2 separate regions of the Mus musculus genome follow, and region 2 is linked to region 1. The links are chromatin contacts, called in public HiCAR-type maps. All regions are on one chromosome and are shown on one strand. The core of a region is the stretch at or near the end of the contact, and the rest is flanking DNA. Distances in the headings are between cores, read along the strand shown.

Region 1 (6,113 bases), core at 1,211-3,710:
AATACTTTTCTGCCACAGACAATAAGGCCATCACCAACCCAAGTCACAAATAGAATCATCATCATAAAACAGTTTAATTTCTAGTCATCTCCATCCTTACTACAATTAATTTTAGGTACGAATAATTTCTAAAGCAGCAGGTTTCTCTCCACGTTGGGCTATTTTTATACTGTTAACAACTAAAATTTTCTAAACAGGCAAATCCAAGGATTGACTCGGAATCTGAGCTTAACTGGAAACTACCTAAATACGACCTGATATTCTATAGCTTGTACACATAGGACCAGTTTTTCATGACTACCCTCAGAAGGAACAAGGGCTTTGAACTTGTTATAATCATTTAGAACCATACTTTTGCCCAGTATGTTCATCCAAGCAAAAACCTACTTACATAGGCTGCTTCAACTTTTCCTCCCACTAACAGGACTCTATTTGCCTAGAAAGCCAATCCCTAGCTCACTAGTACTCACTCTTCAAATATTCTTCCATCTATAAAGTCTTCCCCAATGATGCTTTCCTGTCTAACCTACTACTTTACAAGTATCTCTAACACACAATTTACCATATGGCATTTTTATAGTCTCCATTACATCCTTGAATGATCATGAGAAAAAGAGTTTGATTCACATCTGTAAGCTGGCATTTAGCACAGTGCTGGTATATGCTACCTACTCAAATATTTGTTGGGTAAATACTCACTACACCATTAACACTCTATAGTCTTACTACAAACTTACTGCCTGTGTAATAAAAGGTTTTCAAACTCAAAGTATTATTTTAAGAAACTTAAAGATAATTTCAGCACACAACAAAATTACTCCTACTTTAAAATATTCAAGAAAAGATATAAGCTGCCTCTTACTTAAGTGAAAATCTAAATTATTAAACTGAATTGTAACATTCAATGAGACTAAATGTAAGGTTCATTCTTAACACACATTTCTTTGATTTCTCCCCTATGACTTTTGGAATTAAAATAACAACCTTCTTCTAAACTTAGGGTTGCACAGAAAGTCACGTGTCTTTTGCCAGTTGCAAGAGCAGCATTTCAGTTTTCACAAAATTGAAGGCATAAAGTGTAAATACAAAAATCAGAGCGAGCAGTCATCAGTCATCGGAGAACTTCAAGCTCTTCGTTAAAACACACGCACGAAACCGGAGAGTTCTTATTTTTCACCCTCAACATGAACTGTGAAGGAATTAAACGTTATCGGCTACGAAACACTACCTGACTGCACACGGGGCAAATAAATGCCAAGTGCTTACATTAACTCTTCAAGTCAGCACCCAACTATAGTGGGCCGCTAAGTTTGAAGGAAAATCGCAGAGCTTGATAAACTAGCTGCACGTGACAAGGTCTAACTTGTAAGTCTCCTTTGATGTTAATGATTGCTTGGCAGGAAAGGGCAGAAAGCTGACTTTCCAAGCAGGATGTTGCTATAAACAATCTCGACGTCCAGGCCAGGCGTTAAATGGGCCGACAATTTAATGCGTCGGGGCAAGGGCTTTGCCTCGGCTTCTCTGACACACACTATTTTTAACAGGAGCCCATACCCGCCGCCAGCGAAGGGCGCAACCCAGGTCTAGCCTCGCCCGCGGAAGCCGCGGGCCTCCGGGCGGTCGGTATCAGTTGGACCGCAGCAGGAAATCCTGTCTTCCTTTGCGGATGGCAGTGGAGCCTGAGAAAAAAAAGCGAGCGAGCTTCCACGCCTCCGCGGCTAGGGGCGGCCGGGAGAAGCCGCCCACACCGGCGACTCGACTCGACGCCGGCCGCCATCTCCGCCCCGCGGCCTTCGAGCGTGGGGGACTCCCTCACGACCGCGTCCCCGCCTCCCGGCAAGGCGCCCCGCGCTGGACCGGGCGAGGTCGGCGTCGCAAGCTGCACTCACCCACTCGAGGATCTTGATGAAGCCGAGCGGCTCCTTGAGCGGGTTGAGGTTGATCTGGAAGGCGGACATCCTCTGAGGGAAAGGAGGGAAGAGAGTCAGGACGCGGGGCGGAGGAGGGGAGCGGCGAGACCGGAGCGACTCCGCGGCGAGAGCGGGAGGCGGAGCCGGCGGGGCTGGGGGCGGGGCCGGAGGGGTGGGGACGAAGGGGCATCGGGGCGGGACGGCCTGGCCTTTAAGGCGGGGCCGGGCGGCCGTTGAGTCCGCGCCCAGGAGACAGAGAGGGCGAGCCGAGACCAGGCCGAGGAGGGACTGGGAAGGGCTGGCTCCTCCCCCGGCCGCACCTGACTCAGCCGGCTGAACCGCTGACGAACCATGTTGGCTTTGGAAGCCATGCGTGTGCCGCGCCCCCTTCCCCAAAGCCTAGCTCTGTCTCTAACGCGCACGCGCGCTCCCTAGGCCCCAGACTCTTTTCCGGCCTTTGCGAGCGCGCGACGGGGGTGGGTGGGGTCGGGGGACAGCTGCGCCTGCGCAGCACGGCCCTCCACCTCGGTGGCGTTCTGGTTGCTATGCCCTTTTGTGGCTGTGACTGCCCGCCCTCACAACGGCCCGTTTTCTTCCCAGTGCTCTGAACTTTTGGGCAAATGTGTCAAGTGTGTACACAGACAAAGCCTCACTTCAAAGCTCGTGTTCAGGGCCCTTAAAGTCATAGTTATTGCAAAACTGCGGCCGTCTGGCGAACCTGCCTTATGTAAGGGTGCTTGAACGTATGATTCACCAAACATTTCCGCAGACATCGCAAAGTTGTTGGAGCCAGAGTAGGAGAAAGACCACCCATTTGAGATCATGGCTTGACAGGTCTCACAGGACAACTCATCTCTCCACCTCTATCCCCGTTTGGCGAGGCCTGTATTTCGTGCCGTTTTTTTTTGGGGGGGGGCGGGGGAGTGGGGGGGGGTCAAGTTAACTCATCTTTCATGATTTGTCTTAGGGAACACTCCCTCCTGCCACCAGAATGGGACCAATCTAGACATCTCTTCTCTGGCTTCCTTGTGCCTGGCCTTTTTTGGAGGGTTGGGATAGTGGCCTGTCTTCATGCATGGTGAGATAACACCAACATCGAAGGAAGATCTTTGCCACAGAGGATCCTAGTTCCAGCTCCCAGGTACTTATTTATATTTCCTAAATGTCAGTGGAGTATTCCATTAGAACTGACCACTACCCATGAACAGTTACTACCAAGCTAACACTTCCTCCTTCCTTCACTCTTATTTCCGTGTATTCCACTCAGCATTTCTCTTTAAGTCTTAAAAAAAAAAAGTTATTTTCTGCTGAGACCTGTTGGATAGGAACCCACAAGTAAATCACTTAGCTGTGCTTCAAAGGAAAAAGTATTCAAAGTAGAATTATACAAAATAGCCAAAAATATATTCAATGTAATTTCAAAATGAAATAGATGCTAACAGGATGGGATAATGCTCATCTTGCAACTTTATAGAGCTGAGAGGTCTGAAACAATTTGTACTCCCATGGTTTGTTCCTGTAGTCCTGTCACCAGGCAGCTGGCTGAGGTTTGCTTGACTGCACAGTTGGATAGGAATTGTGGGAAGGATAGGCAGGGGAAGCAAGTGAGGAGCTGGTCTCTTGTAGCCTTCATTTCTGTCAGGCAGCAGTGAGTGGTGGCTGAATCCCGACAGAAGCAGCAGCAAGTGGCACCCTCTAGTGTTGCAGCCCTCATAACTCAACCTTACAAATGTTCCGGTTTGTAAGTCTAGAACACTGGGGTTCCTCAACCCTTGGCAGCTCTTGGCCCAGGATGAGACCTTTGGCCCTGAAGGCTTAACAGCTATCTGGAGCTCTTGTGGTGCCAGGGCCTGCCCTTGCTCTTCTCTGGCTGATTATAAGGTTTTATCCGTTAGTCTTGGCTCTCTACCTCAGCTGCTAGGACTGTTCACTTCTGCCGCCTTAGACACAGGGTACCTGCTACTTCTGTGTGTGCCATTTTGCCGCCACTGCTTTCCAGTCTCTGCTGCTTTCTGTTCTGTGTCATCTTATCCTGCACTACTAAAAGTAGGCAAGACCACCTAAGAGCAGTTGTGTGTGTGTGTGTGTGTGGGGGGGGGGGGGTAAGGCTGCAATACCAGAGGAGCTTACAACACCAGAGTATCCTGACTCAGCACACTGAGTGAGCCTGAACGTCCTCTGATGTAGCCTAAGGACTATACCTACCAACACTGGACAAGCACAACTGTTTGTTTTAAATAAATTATACCCAACACTCTGAGCTAATCACAGATTTGTCTCTTAACGCTAGACCCCCTGTACTCACTGATAAGTGGATATTAGCCCAGAAACTTAGTATACCCGAGATATAAGATACAATTTGCTAAACACATGAAACTCAAGAAGAATGAAGACTGAAGTGAGGACACTATGCCCCTCCTCAGAATTGGGAACAAAACACCCATGGAAGGAGTTACAGAGACAAAGTTTGGAGCTGAGACGAAAGGATGGACTATCTAGAGACTGCCATATCCAGGGATCCAGCCCATAATCAGCTTCCAAACGCTGACACCATTGCATACACTAGCAAGATTTTATCGAAAGGACCCAGATGTAGCTGTCTCTTGTGAGACTATGCCGGGGCCTAGCAAACACAGAAGTGGATGCTCACAGTCAGCTATTGGATGGATCACAGGGCCCCCAATGGAGGAGCTAGAGAAAGTACCCAAGGCGCTAAAGGGATCTGCAGCCCTATAGGTGGAACAACATTATGAACTAACCAGTACCCCGGAGCTCTTGACTCTAGCTGCATATGTATCAAAAGATGGCCTAGTCGGCCATCACTGGAAAGAGAGGCCCATTGGACACGCAAACTTTATATGCCCCAGTACAGGGGAACGCCAGGGCCAAAAAGGGGGAGTGGGTGGGTAGGGGAGTGGTGGGGGGGGTGTGGGGGACTTTTGGGATAGCATTGGAAATGTAATTGAGGAAAATACGTAATAAAAAAAAAACACTAGACCCCCAAAGGAAGGGTTCCATGTCAGGTCACTGTGGGAATGATTCCAGGGTCATCTAGAGTGGGCATTGAGGAAGCAAAAAAAACTTAGATAAACTTTTTCAAACAGCTCTGGATGGCACTGTGCCTTTAAGAAGCAGAGCAGTCAGCTACAGTTTTTGCATAATTATCTCAGGGTGTCCATGAGATGTCCAAGATATTTGTTATTAAGCACATAGTTATTGTGCTCAAGGTAGCCAAATTGCTCCATTCTCAATGTCTATGCTAATTTGTAGGGAAATGAGCATCAAAAGGAACATTTAAAATAATAGTCTTAACGCACTTATTAGTACAGGTAGTGCCCCAGGGACAAATGTATTCCAAGATCTGCCTTAGTTCCAGCTATTCAGTAGACTGAGGAAAGAGGATCATTACAAATAGTTTTTTCTTTTCTTTAGTGGAGTCCAGGAATTGAAGTTGGTCCAGCCTGGGTGATATAATCTCAACCTGTTTCTTGTTTTATTTTTTCTTTTGAGATAGGATCTCACTCTGTAGCCTTGGTTGGCCTTAAATTCACAGATGTCCACTTGCCTCTGCCTCCCTCCCGAGTGCTGGGATTAAGGCATTTCTCAGGGTGGTGGTGGTGGTGGGGGTGGTGGTGGTGGTGGTGGTGGTGGCTTTCTCTGTCTATTATTGTAGTCTCAGGAATTACGATAGGCTGGATTCTTAACCTGTGAGGTATGCATTATATTGTCTCTCTTTTACTTTTTGACTCCTTTCTCTCCTACTTGTTCAAACCCACCAGTGGAAGGTCTTATTACAGCTTCCCAGGAAATCTGCCAGACTTGAATTTTAAGAGGGTCCCTTCATTGGCCCTGAGCCATTGTTTTTTCAATACAGAGACCACTTAGTGTGGTCTGAGCCACATCGGGTCACTTGTCAGGATTCATTTATAAGATCTGAATGGAACCACAGGAAGCATGAAACCTTAGTCACATGTGACGTAGCACTGCTGCCTGAGAAGGAGGTAAGAGTGGATGGCAGAGCCAGGGGTGTCTGCAAGAGTGTCACACTCCCATAACAGTAGCATTTCATTGAAAACATAACTGTTCAAACTCTGGGAAGACTGTTCAAGATGACGGTGAACCATGCCTACAACTGTGGTCATTTCCTCAACTCTGAGGAAAGGCCTGTGGAGACCGGACAGACGAGGGTGTCAAACATGAGAT
Region 2 (6,113 bases), core at 1,182-3,681, 1.0 Mb before region 1:
GTAGGTGTTAGCAAATCTGTTCAACCTTTGCTGCCCCAAGAACTAAGGCATGGAGAGGCTGTGAGCCCTGCTGAACGCCAAGCTGTAATAATATTAGAGCTGTCTTTTAAATAGCTGGCTGTCTCCGTCAGTAGCTGGTTTATTTGAAGTTTTCACTTCTTTGTTTATATTAGTCCCCCAACTCCCTCCTAGATGCCCCTAGAGTTAAACAAACAAGTATTTACCACCAAGTTAATTCTGAGTCTTAAAAATATAGACCAAACTTTAAAGTTCTTAAAATTTTTCAATCATATTTATTTATTGCAGAAAAATAATATACAAAAGATATTTACAAAACAGTCATAAAAATATGAATGCATTTAGACACCGGATCTATTTGCATTTTACCATGGGTCATCAATAAATAAATAGAATGTTGTCTTTTGTAATTTATGTTTTTCTTTTCCTTCAGAGGAAGTATGGTTTTTAAGGAATTCACTGACTATGATTTTGCAGGCCAGTTTGATCCCAGCGTTTTTATTTCTAAAGGTGTTAAAATTCCTCTGATTGTTACCATTTTAAAATGGAGCCAGTCCACAGGGATGCCTTTCCTGTCAGTGGCTGATTGGCAAGACCTCTTGAGAATGCATGCATGAAAAATAAAAATAAAACATTCTTCGTCAAAAAGTGGGGTGGGGGGACACAAACGAGTGTTCAGACTTCTATCAGAATGCAGAGGTGTGGGGGGTCTGCTGCTGCCCCTCTGGGAATCTCTGTCCACGGGCCTGTCTCGCTTTCTCTTTTAAAAGTGTGCCCCACGCCCTGATTCTTGTGAATTTGGTCTCTGCTCTTCTAATTTCCATGAAAATCTTTGTCATATAGATTTATTTTTAGTTATCCAGCTCCAGAGTCTCTAGACTGTCCATTTTCTCCTTCTCTGGAAACAATGACATCTGCAAAAACCCAGAGGGGAAAGTCGGTTATTGAGGATGTCTCTGTGGCTGTTTTCTATGACCGCTAAGCCCTGTTATCACTACCAGCGAGAATTTTCGCTGAACAACCTGGAAGGATTTCAGCCCAAGGGCAAGAGGAAGTGGGTGGGCGGAAAGGAGGGGGTGGAATTTGGAAACAGTTGTTTTAAGAAGGGAATTTTAAAGAAGAAAGAAAGGGGTTTGGGGGATGGCGTTTTGGGCACAAGGCCCCTATGCTTGACTTTCTCAATCTTCTGTCATGCACACCCCCGCACGCGCACACACACATACACCTCTCCTGGGCACACTGGTTCTCCCCGACCCTAGGACCTGTTTCCCCTGTGGGGACTGAACTGCTTGCCAGGGATGCGGGTGGAATGAGGTGGCGGTGCCTGGCTAGGTGGAGGGCAGCGAGGAGAGTGGAGGGGGATGGGGGGGGGATACCCAGCACGGTGGCGAGGTGAACAGGGGACCCGCGGCCTGGCCCGATCGATCCCTGGAGCCGGTCCTTACCTAGGTCTCCGGCCTGCAGAGGGGGTGGGGAGCTCCGCTGCTAGTGGGACGCGGACATGGACCAGGCCCCCTCCATCCTCCAGACGGAGAAGGCGTAGCTGAGCCGCTCGTGGGCCACATAGCTGCAGCTTGCCATCTTGGAGTCCAGCTCGTCGCTCTGCAGGACCTGGTACAGGAAGTCGATGTACCTGGCCGCCAGTTTGAGGGTCTGAATCTTGCTCAGCTTGTCCGAGGGCAGCGTGGGGATGATCTTGCGCAGGGCGGCGAACGCCTCGTTCAGCGACTGCGTGCGCTGGCGCTCCCGCACGTTAGCCATGACCCGCTGGGTCTGCAGCTCCTCGTACGACTGCGGGCTCCCGCCCCCGCTGCTGCTGCCGCCGCCGCCGCCACCACCTCCGCCCGCGCCGCCGCCGCCGCCTCCGCCCGCAGATTTCTTGCCGCGCTTGCCCTGGGCCGGGCTGCCTGGCTCGTCGCCGCCTCCGATGCCCCCGCCCGTGGCCCCGCCGGGCCCCGCGCTGCCGCCCGCGCTGCGCCGACTGCTGCGTCTCTTGCGAGCCCCGCGCTTGCCGCTCGCCGGCTGCTGCCGGTCCGGCTCCTCCTCGCTGTTGCTCAGGCTGTCGTCGGCCGGAGAGACTGGCGAGCTGGACACGTCCTGCATCATCTCGCGGGCGGCGACGTGCGGCCTCGCGGAGCCGGGACGGGGGAGGGTAGAGCAGAGGAGCGGGGCGCCCTAGCCCGCCAGCTTCCCCGCGCTCGGCGCCGGCCCGGGCGGTGCGGCCCGGAGGACGCAGGGAGGCGGGATGGGGGTGGGGGGACCTCCGCGGGGAGGGCGCTGGAGGCGGGGAGGGAGGCGGGCGGGGGAGGGGACGGTGTGGAGGGCCCCGAGGTCCAAAAAGAAGGCGCCCGACGGCCGCAAGCGCGCCCCGTTCCGGCCTGGCGCAGCCGGTGCCGGTGCTGGCGAGCCCGCGAGGTGTCTGAGAGTTGGGCGCGGGCTGTGGACTTGGCGGCTCTTATACCTCCGTGCGGGCGGAAAGTTTGGGGGCAGCGGTGTCATTGGCCTGACGTGGGGAGGAGGGACTTTTCGAAGTTTTATAGGAAAGTTTCCTCTTTCCAGCCCCCCTCCCTCGCCCCCTCCCCCCTTGCTCGGGGTCTAACAATTCGTCCTGCGAACCATTCAAAACCGACCTGGCCCGAGCGGCCAGCCCCTGCGCCCGCCTCTCCCCTCCCTCTCCCCCCCCCAGCTCTCCCCCTCCGCTTCGGGGAGGACGCGGGGCGATTTCCTTCCGCGCCAGAGCGCGCCCAGCGCCCCCGCACCCGAGCACAGCACCGCAAACAGGGGACTGTCTGGGTCGCTGTTGCAGTCTCCCCCTCCCCAAGTGGCTGTGACAGCAGTAGTGGCAAGCGGCTTCGACGCTCTGGGTGATGTCCCATCCCGCCTGGGATCCCTCGGAGTTCTCCGGGCCCTTTGGGGGTGGCTCGGGCCCGGGCTGCGAGGCAAGAAAAGTTTCAACAACCGAGTCCATCTAACGGTCAGGTAGAGGAAACCTCTAGTCGGAAACCTCTAGTCCCAAGGGATTCCCCGCGGCTGCCTGGCCCTGTGGTCGAGGGCGGTTCTCAAGACGTGGCCACATCGTGGGCGCTATGGATCTGCGCCCTGGCCTGCCGTGTCACCCCTCCCGGAGAAACGTCTGGGCTCTCCTTTCCTGCTACGGTGACCCAATCTAAAGTTTCCCTGCTCTCAGAGGACTGTGCTTCCAAAGGTGCTGGACCTAGGCTGGAGTTCATTCTTTTACAGAGAAAAGCCTTGTTCTTTTGAAGGGAGCAAAGCTAGGGAAAGATAGAGCAGCCTTGGTGCTCCACGCTGCCAGCCCTAGGTGGAGGAGAACCTTGAGAACATTTCATGTCCGCTAACTCCAAATTAAGCCCTGCATGCTAACCTTGGGTAGTCCATACATTTAAGGTGGGGGATCAATATTCTCGTCTTCCTAGGAGATCTTGTGAGTAGTTATGCTCCCGGTGCCTCAAATGCACTCAGCCATGTTGGTTGATTGCAAGCGGTTTTTTTTGTTTTTTTTTTTTTGTTTTGTTTTTTTTTTTTTTTTTTTTTTTACCAAATACCTTGAAACCCCAAAAAGGATTCTGGAAAAGTGGAAGCAGAGAGGTTAATGAGCAAGAAGGAGAGTGGCTATGGAAGCCAGTGATTGCAGGGCTCTTTACATTTTTTAAATATGTTTTATTTATTTATTTCTGTTTTTTAAGTAGGATGGGGATTTAGGGAGCCGGTACAAGGTGATCTCTTACTCAGAAAGGCAATTCTGGGTCCGGAGGAAGTAGCCAGAGTTTCAGGGGCAGAGTTTGCGGGCGTGGAGGTGAGCGTCTCGAACTCCTGCCCTGTTCCCAAGCTGAGGACCTTGCTAAACGCCCAATCCCCACTCCCCTGGCCAATCCCCCGGGAAACTGCCAGCTCAGCAAGTGCCCCTTTCTGGGTTGGACCAAAGGTCGCGGCCACCGACTTCCTGAGAAGCTGGAGGCCGGAGCCCCTGCGACGCAGGGCAGGCCACGTGGCTGGGTCCTGCTGAAGCTCTCAGCTGGGTCCCGGAAACTCTGGGGTGTGGAATGCCTGAGGCTAGTCCGAGGACTCAGCCTTTGTAGAGAAAGCTCTCTTCTGAGGCCAGTAAACCCGACTGTACTTTCATCCGAGTAGAGACCCCCCCCCCCCCTCCCCGGGCTTACCCTGCACCGTTTTTACTGATATCCAGAGACAATGACCACAGTGTGCCAACTGGCCGGCCTCGCCCGCCGCTACCATATTTTAAAATGACAGCCTGGCTGAAAACCAGATTCTACTTGACCTCCACTTAATTTTAATAGCTCGTAGCCAATTCTTCTCAAAATAAAGCCACTCCTGCACCCTTGCATTTGCATTTTTCACCGACAAGAATTTATCTCTTGGAAACAAAACGTGGCAGAAATTCTGCCGCATCCTCTTACCCAGTGCTCTCTTTTCTAAATATGAATTTCAGAGTATCTCGTAATTGGGTGACTGCGGAAATCTCGATTCACCCTTTATTAATATCAACCTCAAAAGATCTATTTTTTATTTTAGCTGAGTGTTAAAAATATTTCAAAGACAACGAATGACAGGAACCTTTTCTTCATTGGGAATCAAGGCTAAGGAAGACGAGGAGGAGATCAGGAGGTGTACTCCAGAAAGGGAAATGGTTCAGAGGGAAGAGTTGTAGCAGGTGAGGAGAAATAGTACCCAGGCAGAGAGCAAGTGCACCTTTCTTAAGACTTCCAATCTGCAGGCCAGCCCTGATGCTGCACTGAGGGAGGCTTCTGTCCTTATCATAGTGTTAGATCCCCCTTCCCCGGACTGGGCCAAGGCAAATCTCCTGAAACCAAAATACTCTGAAGATAATTTTAAAAGAATGGCCCAGGTCATTCTCTGACTTATCTTTCAAACAGGGTTACAAGAAATGTATTTAAGCTTTGAGAAGAAATTCCTCCTGAACGTCTTCAGAAGCAATGAAGATGAAAGTACTTGTTAAGTGGGGTTAGAACTTACATTTTGAGCAGAAAGCGGTGTCTTACCAGGCGAATCAACTCTCAGCAATGGCTAGGGTTAGTGCTGTGCAAACCCTGACAAGCTGAGATGGGCTGCTCACTCTGCTGCCTTCAACGACTTAAAACGTTTTTCTAAATGGATTTTTTTTTTCCTGGTAAGAATGGATGACAAGTCCCTTGTGTGACCACAAGTCTGATACTCACCGATGTGACAGTTTGTGCTTTGCACAGTGCTTCAGCCTAACATCTGAGACTCGACTTTTTGATTTTCGTCTTCTAAGTAAAACAGTTTTATGGCTTCTCCTCTAAGGCTTCTGTCAATCTGGTGACTTTCTTTGGAAATGTTAGGTTAATTAGGATCTAGCTCACTTTATTTTTTAAAAAGATCCTCCTAAATGATCCCTGAAAACAACAACAAATGCTTTGTACTGGCAGAATTCACAAGGGGCTTTGTTTTCAGGCTGCAAACTGGGTGCTTGCAGTTCTTCCTGGGGGAGGGAGAGAGGGAGGGGATATAGATATAGATAGATAGATAGATAGATAGATAGATAGATAGATAGATAGATAGATAGATAGATAGATATAGAGATAGAGATAGAGATAGAGATAGAGAGAGAGAGAGAGAGAGAGAGATAGAGAGATAGAGATAGAGATAGAGATAGAGATAGAGATAGAGATAGAGATAGAGATAGAGAGATAGAGATAGAGATAGAGATAGAGATAGAGATAGATATAGATATAGAGATATCAGCAAGCTGGTAGGTTTCAGAGTTGGATTTGTACAAAAGCTAAGTGAACCCTCCACACTGGTTCTCCAGTCTTCTCTCCTCTGAGGTCAGATGACAAGTTATCTGTGTTTACCTTGAAACTCATTCCTTTGCATTGCTTAGGTGAAGCCCAGGAGCCTTCTCACAGGAGGGGGCATATGTTAGAAGGCTCCGGTTCATTAGGTATGAGGTGAGGTTGCACGTCTTAGATTTCATCCAATTTTGACATTCCACAGGAACTTCCCAGTTTGATATTTCAAAGGGATACTTTTTGCTAAAGTGTCATATGAAGTCTGCATCAGTCCCAGTGGTACCC

The links. HiCAR-type assays count read pairs that join an accessible place to other places.
Region 2: a contact with region 1 is called in a HiCAR-type map of astrocytes, with 3 times the contacts expected there. The contact joins the promoter of Twist1 here to the promoter of 4933406C10Rik in region 1.

Annotation. Positions count from the first base shown.
Region 1 is chr12:32,950,136-32,956,248 of GRCm38.p6, reverse strand. It overlaps 4933406C10Rik (RIKEN cDNA 4933406C10 gene), which reads left to right and starts at 2,460. Exons shown (of 6, transcript NR_044986.1): 1 at 2,460-2,744; 2 at 2,878-3,051. Sypl (synaptophysin-like protein) reads right to left here and starts at 2,063. Exons shown (of 5, transcript NM_198710.3): 1 at 1,890-2,063. The coding sequence starts at 1,958.
Region 2 is chr12:33,953,989-33,960,101 of GRCm38.p6, reverse strand. It overlaps Twist1 (twist basic helix-loop-helix transcription factor 1), which reads right to left and starts at 2,431. Exons shown (of 2, transcript NM_011658.2): 1 at 1,464-2,431; 2 at 271-932. The coding sequence starts at 2,124. The coding sequence ends at 1,504.